2 separate regions of the Sus scrofa genome follow, and region 1 is linked to region 2. Evidence: chromatin contacts called from public promoter capture Hi-C data. All regions are on one chromosome and are shown on one strand. The core of a region is the stretch at or near the end of the contact, and the rest is flanking DNA. Distances in the headings are between cores, read along the strand shown. Region 1 holds the start of CD3D (CD3d molecule). Region 2 holds the start of SCN4B (sodium channel subunit beta-4).

The links. Promoter capture Hi-C pulls out the DNA fragments that hold promoters and counts their contacts.
Region 1: a contact with region 2 is called in a promoter capture Hi-C map of fetal liver, with 2.8 times the contacts expected there. The contact joins the promoter of CD3D here to the promoter of SCN4B in region 2. A contact is called at or near these places in 4 of 5 promoter capture datasets (fetal liver, fetal skeletal muscle and liver), 14 of 47 Hi-C or Micro-C datasets (blood, brain, embryonic fibroblasts and 7 more) and 1 of 2 datasets of contacts at active chromatin or transcription factors (skeletal muscle).

The regions. Positions count from the first base shown.
Region 1 is chr9:45,642,679-45,647,947 of Sscrofa11.1, reverse strand. It overlaps CD3D (CD3d molecule), which reads left to right and starts at 3,795. Exons shown (of 5, transcript NM_213775.2): 1 at 3,795-3,852. The coding sequence starts at 3,798. It overlaps CD3G (CD3g molecule), which reads right to left and starts at 2,600. Exons shown (of 7, transcript NM_001008686.1): 1 at 2,530-2,600. The coding sequence starts at 2,584.
Region 2 is chr9:45,472,922-45,478,003 of Sscrofa11.1, reverse strand. SCN4B (sodium channel subunit beta-4) reads left to right here and starts at 2,398. Exons shown (of 6, transcript XM_013977487.2): 1 at 2,398-2,627; 2 at 2,876-2,970. The coding sequence starts at 2,946.

The sequences.
Region 1 (5,269 bases), core at 2,546-5,045, 170 kb before region 2:
AAAAAAAAAAAGGCAAGGCAAAGAGTCAAGCAGATTTTTAACTAGCCCTTCTCCCCAGCCACCTGTTCACCATGGGAGAAACAAAGAGTCCCCTCATTCTAAACTCAGATTCCATAAGAGAGAGGGTCTAACTGATTACTGACATCTTTGGATTATTTTGAGTTTTATTTCCTTTTAGGACTTGAGAACTCATGTAGCCAAATTCCCCAGGTTGACTGATGAGAGTACTTAGCCTGGAGGGAAGAGGCATTGCCCAAGTTCACACAGGTAGTTCCCGTTGTGGCGCAGGAGAAATGAATCCGACTAGGAACCATGAGGTTGCAGGTTCGATCCCTGGCCTCCCTCAGTGGGTTAAGGATTTGGCGTTGCCGTGAGCTCTGGTGTAGGTCACAGACATGGCTCAGATCCCGTGTGTTGTTGTAGCTATGGTGTAGGCTGGCAGCTGTAGCTCCCTAGCCTGGGAACCTCCATATGCCACGGGTATGGCCCTAAAAAAAAAAAAAAAAGCAAGTTCACACGGCTCATTGGTGGCTGAGCCAGACCCAGAGCTCAAGTTTCCTTTGCTCAGTCCAAGGCTCTTTCTGCTATACAGAAAGAGCTACTGCACAGGCTTTCACTACTACCTCTCAAACTATATTGTCTTTAGCTAGCTTTTCCTCTACCTCCCTCAGAAATAATTCTAAACTCTCATTGTTTCTTCAAATCCCTCACTCGATCATCACTCAGCTCAATTGCAGCAGGTGTCATTGCCGCCATATAGTTCATTGAGAACATGGCTGCTGGAATGGCCCTTTTTCTTCAGCTTCCTTTCTAGTCACTAGCCTATCTATGGCTGAAGCCATCCACACTTCCTTTCTCCTAGTCTCAGAGGATAAGGTTGCTTGCCCCCATGCCCATGATCCCACTCTTTTTTTTTTTTTTTTCCTTTTCCTTCCTTTCCTTCCTTTCCTTTTAGGGCCATAACTGTAGTACATGGAAATTCCCAGTCTAGGGGTCGAATTGGATCTACAGCTGCCAGCCTAAGCCACAGCCACAGCAACGTGGTTACACCACAGCTCAAGGCAACTCTGAGGTCAGGGATTGAACCTGCATCCTCAAGGGTACCAGTCAGGATCGTATCTGCTGAGCCACGACAGAACTCCCCTTGATCCCACTCTTGAAGCCACCCTTTCAACATCAACTTCAGGATCTTGTTCTACTCACCATCTTCTCCTTTAGCCCAGAGATATGCTCAATTTTCTCTTACACAAAAAATGTCTTCTTAGATTCTACTAGATTTCTATATACCACTCAAGTCTCCTCCATTCTCATCTAAACGTCTTTATTGTTTTATTTTTCAATTAAAGTATAGTTGATTTACAGTGTTGTACCTGTCCATTCCACTCCCTCTCCCCTCCCCCTTGGCAACCCCAAGTCTGTTCTCTGTCTGTGAGTCTGTTTCTGTTTTGTATATAGGTTCATTTATGCCATATTTTAGATTCCACATGTAGGTGATATCATATGGTATTTGTCTTTATCTAAATGTCTTTAAAGAATATCCTACACCCGCTGCTTTTCCCCTACCCCCTCATCTGCTCTCCACTTTCTACTCATTTCCATTTGTCTTCTGCTGAAATTGTTCTAAATCAGTCATGATCTTTATTTTGCCAAATCCCAAACTTAAACTTTAAAATATTTTTATCAGTGGACATCTCTTTGGCCTTTCACACTCCTGGTGATACTCTCCTTCTGGAAGTTCTCATTCCCTTGGTGTCTATGGAATTGTATTCTTCTGATTATTTCAGCCCATTGATCATTCCCTTATCTCTTTCCTGATGTGTTTTTTCCTCTAACTTCCCTTTAAACATGGTGTCCTCATAGTTGCATCCTCAGCCCCCTCTTGCTCACATCTTACACAGTATTTGTGTGATTTCAACAATTTCCATGTGTAGAGAGCAATCTCTAGTCCAGATTCCATGCATTGACCCAGGTCACCCACTTTCTGTTGTATTTCCAACTGAATATTCACATAGAAATCCTACATAATGCCTTATACTCAGTCTGGCAACATTGAAACATCTCTCAATGTTGAGCTCATTGTTCTGAGCTCATTCAGGCAGAAGGTTTTTATTCACCTTCATGTCCTGCTAGCCTAATGTGTAGTAGGATCTCGCCCATATTTGTTGACCAGTTGACCAACCAAATGAGTGGATGCTTCATAGTCGACCACTAACCGCAGCTCTGAGTTAAGGAACGCATATATTTTCTTTTCAGGTTCCTACATTCAAACCTAAAATGGCGGCATCCGGGTCCTCTTTCAAGCCGATAAAGTCTTCTGTTTTGATTTCTTAAGAGACAAAGACTCCATCTCTCCAGTGGAACACTGCAGCTCTCTAGCAGAGAGCAGCAAGAAGCTTTGCTTTTGCCCTTCCTTCTCTGAACTTTGGGTGTCAGACTGAGGTTAGGGATCCCAATATTCTTGTCCCCCTGGTGCTGGCTCCTTTTCTTAAGCCCTTCTCCAGGCCGTCAGACCCCATAGTGGGCCCTTACCTTGAAGAAGAGTAATAGCCAGGATGAGGCCAGCCAGATGCTTTCCCTGCTCCATCTTACGCTCTGTTCTTCCCCAGTAGAAGCACTGAACAGTCCCCAGCCGCCAGCCAGCCTGTGCTAGCAGCTAGCCTAGCCCCACCCAGCATCGTTCGAGCTGGGGCCCTTGTGAGAAGGCAAGAACCCAGAGCCTCCACCCTCTGCCTCAAGGGTGGGCAGCGGGTGGGGGCGTGGCTCAGAAGGGCTGCAGGTGCAGAAGTCTCTGGCTTTTCCGTTAAGGAGAGGAGTGTGGGAGGTGGAGGGGAGAGAGCTGGAGAAAGTGCTTGTTTCCCATTTCAGAGACTTGGCTGGCACCGAGAGCCACCGTGGGTGCTGGGCCGGAGGTGACCCAGGCCCCCTTCCTTCAGGAGGAAGATAAATGTCTCCACCACGATTTGTTTCTAGTATCTCAACCAGTTGTTACCCATGCTAGTTGTTGTCTGAACTCTGAATTTAGGTGGGAACTCTTAGGTGTTTGGGGCTGGAGCTCTGAACAGAAAGCCATCACAGTCCAGGGATTTTTAACTACTCTTTTAAGATGAAATCCTCACAGAGGGGTCAGCCTGGGAAAGAATAGGTGGGACAATTCCAATAAGACAGGTCATGCATTTCCAGGGACTAGGGCCTTTGCTGAGTTCCCAGGATCTTAGGCCCTTCAGCCAGTCGGAATCAACAAAAATGCACAGCACTCTTAATCTGGTGCCCGGCACAAGCCAGATGTTGAGGATACCGAAGTGAGCAAGACCAGGAATGGGAGGCACCTAGCTGGTATGGCTTATGGGATGAGGTTCACAGTTTCTCTCAAGGGTTTTTGAGAAATGACTGTTTTCAAGTGGTGAGTAAATGTAGTGATATTGCTGACAGGAAATCTGCATTTCTTTTTTTCCATCAGTGACTGAAGAAAGGGCACCTTAAATATCCCTTTATTTCCTAGAGGTACAGGTCCCTTTTTCCATATTCTCAGCTTCCACATTCCACCCCACCCCCACACTCCATGCTCTGAGAAAGAGCCATTTGTACTCGCTTCCTTCCTACCCCTACCCCGCAGCATACCCCTTCCCCAATCATCTCCCATCACCAGCAGCAGAGAGCAGAGACACAGGCACCTTCCAGTTCCTCCCCCACCCTTTACTTTTTCCGGGTGCCTGTGAGTCGGTTGTGGGAGGGCGGCTTTCACCCAGGCTGCAAGTTCTGTGACCTGGGTCTGTCTACTGGATGAACTCTGCTGGAAGATGGAACATAGCAGGTTTCTGTCTGGCCTGATACTGGCTGCGTTTCTCTCCCGAGGTAAGGTTTCTCCAGGTGGGTGGGGGCATCTTGGAGAAGGGACCTGAGAGGGCCATCACCACCTGGAGTGAGATCCACTTGAAAGTCCTCGGTGCTAGCTTCAACTTCACCAGGCAGGGTTGTTGAGGAGAGCAGTGCTGGGATGTAGCACAGGGCTTGGGAAACAGGTTCTTAGCTTTGACTGACTCCCGCTAGGGTATGTCTTAGCCTTGAATGTCCTTCAGAAGACCTTAGGTCTGAGCTCTGTAGAAAGTGTTGGGGTGTGTGTCACCTGAGGCTAGGGCCCGTAATGGGAGCACTGTTCCTTCTGGGGAAGATGTCTCTGGGATCCAGGAGTCTTGGTCATTTGGCCACCATTTGGCCACCCAGCACTCAGCAGAATGCTTTCTGAGAAAACTTAAGTTGAGGTTGAACAGGAGGGGGAGGAGATTTGGGGTTGAAGAATGATGAACTCATCCCGGTTTGTCTGGCTTTAAAACTGATAGGAGTTTCCTGGTGGTCTAGTGATTAAGGATCTGGTGCTATCACTGCTGTGGCCTGAGTCACTGTTGTAACAGGGATTTTATCCCTGGCCCTGGAACCTCTGCATATTGTGAGTGTAGCCAGAACCTCCCCACCAATCCAAAAAACTGATGGTCCTATGTCCTAGGAGCTCCCTCAATTCTAGGCAAACTGGGATGAATGGTTAACCTAGTAGTCAGCTTCTCTGGCATATCCAGGATTTCCATTCGCAGTGGATCCCCAAGGAAGACATGGTGGTCTGTTGCGTAGCATCTGAAGTACATGTGTCTCCCTGAGAAAACATGCATGGTCTCCTGATGGAGACATGAGAAATGGCTCTTGGGGAGGGGGGTGGCAGTTCTAGAGGATGTTCTTCTACCCAAATTGGTAACTGACTATGAAGCTCAGGGAAAATGCAGATTCCACTTTTCCCTGGAATAGGAGATATAGATTGCAGTGCCTCTTGGCTGTAGAGATGCTCTTAGTCAAAGTAATTTAGTGAATTTAGAAGGTGCTGTGCACAACTCTGCCCTTACACTCTGCGCAAGACTTGTGGGGAGCCCCAAGAATGGATTATGGATTCAATGAAACTTACTTTTTTTTTTTTTGTTTTTACTTTTAGGGCTGCACCAGTGGCATATGAAGGTTCTCAGGCTAGGGGTCAAATCGGAGTTGTAGTAGTTGGCCTATGCCACAGCTCATGGTAATGCCAGATCCTTAACCCACTGAGCAAGGCCAGGGATTTACCCGCATCCTCATGGATCCTAGTGGGGTTTGCTAACTGCTGATCCACAAAGGGAACTCCCAATAGAACATTTTTTTTTCTGGCCCTCTCCCCTTAAGCACAGGATAGGAAAACTAAAAATCTTGACCACTGGATTTGCCCTAGGTCCTCTTCTGGACCACTGGGCTCACT
Region 2 (5,082 bases), core at 1,149-3,648:
GTGTGGGTTTCCTAAGGACCCTTCCTTCCCCCTCTAAGAATTGAAGTAGCAAGGAGGCAGCTGGGAAATGTGGAGGGAATGAAGGAAACTGGCACCTTTTCTTGTCACCAGGATCTAAAGATATCCGGGGAGCTCAGCCTTCTTCCCTCCCCCTTCTCTGGGCCGGGGTCACTTTCCTTCCCTTTGGCTCACCTCTTGTCTCACCTCAGCCTCCTGCTCTGAGAAACATGACCCCTGCTGTAAAAATAAAGTGGGCAGTGTGGATGCCTGGCCCAGTTGATCTAGTGTCTGGGACCTATTGAGTGAGGACACGGTGAATGTGCAAACTTGGAGACAGGAAGAGCTCAGCATTTTAGGGCCATAGCCCTCTTTGAAGATAATAAGAGCTAAAATGTATTGCAGGCTGACCCTATGCCCAGAACTCTCTCAGCACTTTCACATGCGATAATATCTTATCCAGTCTTCGGAGTCAGGTCCACTTCTGACGTTTGTGAGGCCTGGGCCAAGGGCACACATGCAAATTCCATATATGTCTAAATTAAAGTGATGAATCAAGAGAACAAAGTGTTAAAACTTACCTATTATCCTCCGCCTTTGATTACCTTTTCTTGGTCTTAATTTTAAGGCAAGTCCAAAAGCCATTGCATGGCCCACTCATGTCCAGTTCTGCAGGGATGAAGGATCTCAGGCAGGCCTGGGAACACTCTACCTGCATGTCAAGTTCCATCCACTGCCCACTCTCTGCAAACAGCTGCCCTCTACTCATTCCCTGGGCCCATGGGCGGACATCCAGCCTGGGCGGCTTCTGTGAGGATGGACCCAGGGAAGAGACCTGCTCAGAATCAGGTCATTTGAACAGAGAATTCCAGGGTCCTGGATGTCCAGCATGTGGTCTAGAAGAGGACGTATATGGTCCCTCTTGTCCCAGGAACTACTTTTCCAATGAGGAGGGGTAGGGCCAGAGTGAGGAGCCCAGGCTGAGGCCTCTGCTGCTGAGGCCTAAGGGTGGCATTGCTCTTAACAATTGCAAGAGGTAAATATCTTCGCTTTCACTGTAGTACAGACAGGCTTCTGCAGAAGATTGCATAACTTGCTCAAGGTCACACGCCAATAAATGCTGGAGCTAGGACTAGATTCCCCAGAGCTACTGTACCACTATCACAGCTCACTACAGAGCCACTGTACCACTGTCACAGCTCCTGGAAAAAACCCAAATAGACATTCAGGCTTTCCCATACAACCACAAGGGGCCCAAGATTCCTCTGAAGCCCCCTGGCTAAAAAGGTGGGTGGTGGTGGGACTGTAGCAGGGGTCAGGCCATGAAGTGGGAGCAGGTTTCCAAGTCTGAACTAGTGCCCAGAGAGGCAAAGGATGGAGGGTCAGGAACAAGGGGCCTGGGATGGAGGGAGGGGGCTGGGAGGTTAGCAGTGGGGTGCCGAGGGGAGGACAGCAGACATTAGTTACCAAACCACACCCCAAACTGCACTATTCACTGGTAACTCCAGAGTGTCTGAGAAAAGGCTCCTTTGTTGGCAGTTTCACCTTGGCCCTGGCTGTGACCCCCAAGCCTGGGAGGGCTGACCTGGGCTCCTCCATCCCCAAAGGGAGGTGAGGCCATGAAGACTTCAGGTTTCTGAAGGACAGAGGAAACCATTGGAGGAGGGTGAAAGGGGAGGGGCGGGGAGTGCCTAGGTAGGAAAAATGAGAATAGAGGTGCTGCAGGAAGGTGAAGAAGGAGCCCCAATCGGATTGGTAGTGTCTGGCCGGATTCCCCAACCAGGGGCATCATGATTTCCCAGCTCATGAAGCAATGGCCGAGGTGGATGGGCGGTGGCGGGGGCAGTTTGCAGTTGGAAGCCGGTCCCCGGGACCCTGCCCAGCGGAGCAAAGGCGGGGCGCGGGGCTCAGAGGCTGCACGCGAGTCAGAATCAGTGGGGTGCAGTGGGGAAGCCCGCACACGCCCACCGGCTGCGCCAGTGTCGGCCATCCAAGCGGTCCCCTCGTGGTCCCCACTCGTGTTTCCCAAAGTAGAACACCCGAAAAGCTCCACCTCTACTCCTCCCCAAACTATCCTCCTAATTGGCAGCTCAGCGCATGGGATGATGCGGGCGGCTGCGGGTGGCCCTGCAGTGCCAAGCCGCAGCAGCCCTGCCCAAGCCGGAGGGGAAGCGGGGGGCCCGGCACGCTCCCGGGGCTCGGGGACCACGAGGCGGGGGCGCCCCAGGCACCGCGGCGGCCACCGCCCCTCCTGCGGCTGGAGCGCTTCCAGAGCAGAGGCGCAGCGTCGCTCGCCTCTGCACTAGCTCGGCGGTCCTCCTGCTCCTGTTCCTCCTCTTCGTGCTCCTCCTCCTTCTCCCCGTGCCCTCAGCGGCCGCTCCCGCAGTCGGCTCCTCCTCTCCCTCCCTCCCCCTCCTCTCCTGCCATCCCCGCTAACTTTCCCAAGCTCAGCCGGCGGCGCAGAGCTCCCCGGCAGCCTCCAGGCCCACTGCAGACCGCGGGCTGCGAGCGCGGCTGCGCCCTGTATCCTGTCCCCGCGCCCCTGGCGCGCTCCGGAGAGAAAAGAACGATGCTCGGGGCCGGGGACCGAGGCGCACCCAGGGCGAGATGGCTGGGCACTGGGCTTTTGGGTAAGGCAGCCCCAGCTCGGTTTCTTCTCCTGCCTCTTCCCCCCTCCTCCCCCATCTCCCCCCAGAGCAGGGGTCACTTCGAAGAGCAGTGCCTTGGACGGGGGGAAGGCTTTGGAGCGGGGCTACTGGCTTGAGACTCTAGCTGGGAGGGCTGAGCTCCCCGGGGACAGTGCGCCGTCCCCCGCCCCATCGGCCCGCCAGCCTCGCGATTAGTTTTTTTTTTTTTTTGCTGTTTCTGGTGCCTTCAGCCCCGCACTTCTGGAGCTGGATCTTGGGGACCCGAGTTGAGACGTTTAAGCTGCTGGGGGAGAGCGGCTAATGCCTTGGGTGGAGGGGATGCCAGGTGGGTTGCAAGTGTGATTGTTGAGATGCTAGTTTCTACCCCTGCTCAGAGCTCTTTGCTACTTGGAAGCTGGTTGTCCAGGCACCGGCATGCACCAGTTGGGGGTTGGGGAGCTCCCTTTCCTACTGATCCTTGTTCTGTTTGCCTCCTCTGCCCTCTACTTCCTCTGGTGTCCACTGCCTTCCCTGCAGACTGGATGTGTTGGAGGGACTTGGAGGATCATTTAAGCCCCCTTTTAGGAAAGATATTTTCTCTCTTCCTAGGAAGAGATTCCCTGGGGGAATGGGGAGGACCTGTTTCACCTGCTCCTGGCTCTTCATTTTGGGATGAATATGAAGACTGAGGAGGCCCGGCCAGAGGACACAGAAAGAACAGATTATCGATATCTATTAATATGCACATGATAGTTTTGAGCATCAAACTCTAAGAGATTAGGGAATGATATTTATTTGTCCAGAACATTATCTCCTCATAACTCAGAGCTGGCTTTCAAATGTAAGCCAACTCCATCTCTGGCACCCGCACCTCTTCCTGTTTGTATTTGTCAGATGTGGCTTTTGGCAGCTCCCTGCATGGGGTAGGCACGCGACGTAGGCATTTGGGCTGAAAGCAGGGAGGCAGAAGTCTTTAAGGGCGATCACTGCTGTTTCTGCAAATGTAAACTGTGTGCAGGCCTGTCATGTTGGCACCTGGTGGCGGAGGGGGGTGAGAGTACATCTTTCACTCAGGAGCCACCAATTCTGCTATAGCCTTACAGCTGGAGAGAAGACACCAGTGTTCTCACTTGTGCCTTAGGCGCACATGTGCTGGTTTCACAGTGACCCTAGGAAGTGGGTCTCTCTGAGGCCTGGAGGCGCCTCTTTCTGAGGCGGTTACAGTGCCAGTCTACACTAGCTGCCACTCAGCCTATCTCTAATCAGCCCGAGTTCCCACTGTGACCATGGCAGGGGTGGGTGGTCATTGGGGAATTCAAACACACATGATCATTAAACTAGCCGGCTTATCAACACCTCTGGCTTCCCTTCCTCCTGCTGCCTGGTTGGCTGGTGGAATGCCAGTGCCTGGCTATTAGAATATTGATAGAGGGAGTTCTTGTTGTGGCTCAGCAGTAACAAATCCAACTAGTATCCATAAGGATGTGGGTTCGATCCCTGGGCTCGCTCGCTCAGTGGGTTAAGGATCTGGCGTTGCTGTGGCCATGATGTAGGACGGCAGCTACAATTCCGATTTGACTCCTAGCCTGGTGCGGGTCCATATGCCAGCCCTAAAAAGATAGAAAAAAAAAAAAAGAATATTCATAGACTACTTTATGGGAAACCACACTACACATTCTGTGTGTGTGGGGGGGGTTTTATGTATTGTAGGCAGATTCTTGGTACTTTTCTCCAGCTGGAAGCCCCCCACATCTTCCAAGGCTGTTTAGCTGGTAGCCCAGGGAGGGCCAGGGGCCTGTTGGAGCAGGTTTGGAAGATTCCCTGAGCTATCTGCAGAGCAGAGTGAGCTGTAAGTGGGAGGACCAGCAGGCCCTAGAACCGGGCCCACCTGCTCTGCCCCCTGCCCCTTGGGTCTGCAAAGGAAATACAACCAGGGTCCCTCCCTGGACCTTGCTGCTAAGCCCTCACAGTGGCATTGCTTTGAGCTTGGGACACAGATGCCATCCTTGCTCTCGGTCCAACAGGGGAGGTGTGGAGACGATTGGGCAGCCAACTGGAGGTGCTTCCCTGGCAGGAACTTTGCAAACCATTGTACAGAGCTCCCCTAAGGATGAGGAAACCATGGTCCAGAGGGGGAAAGTGACTTGCCCAGGTGCATGGCCAGTTGATGGCCAAGTGGGCCAGAATCCAGGTCTCTTGGGCCCCTCACACCAACTGGCCTCCTAGTTAACCAAAATCTGTTGGCGGGCAAGGTCAGCAGGGATTATGCTGATGGGCTGAAGGAGCGAGGCTCTGGGGCCGGGCATAGAAGGACAGAGGCCTAGGGGCCCAGAGCTGTTGTTCTCACAACTATGGATATTGAAGGACTTAGGTACAGAGAAATGATACCCCGAGGCTTTTTACTGGGAAGCAGCATTTATTCGTGCTGGCACTGGCTCAGTGGATTCGTATCCAAAGG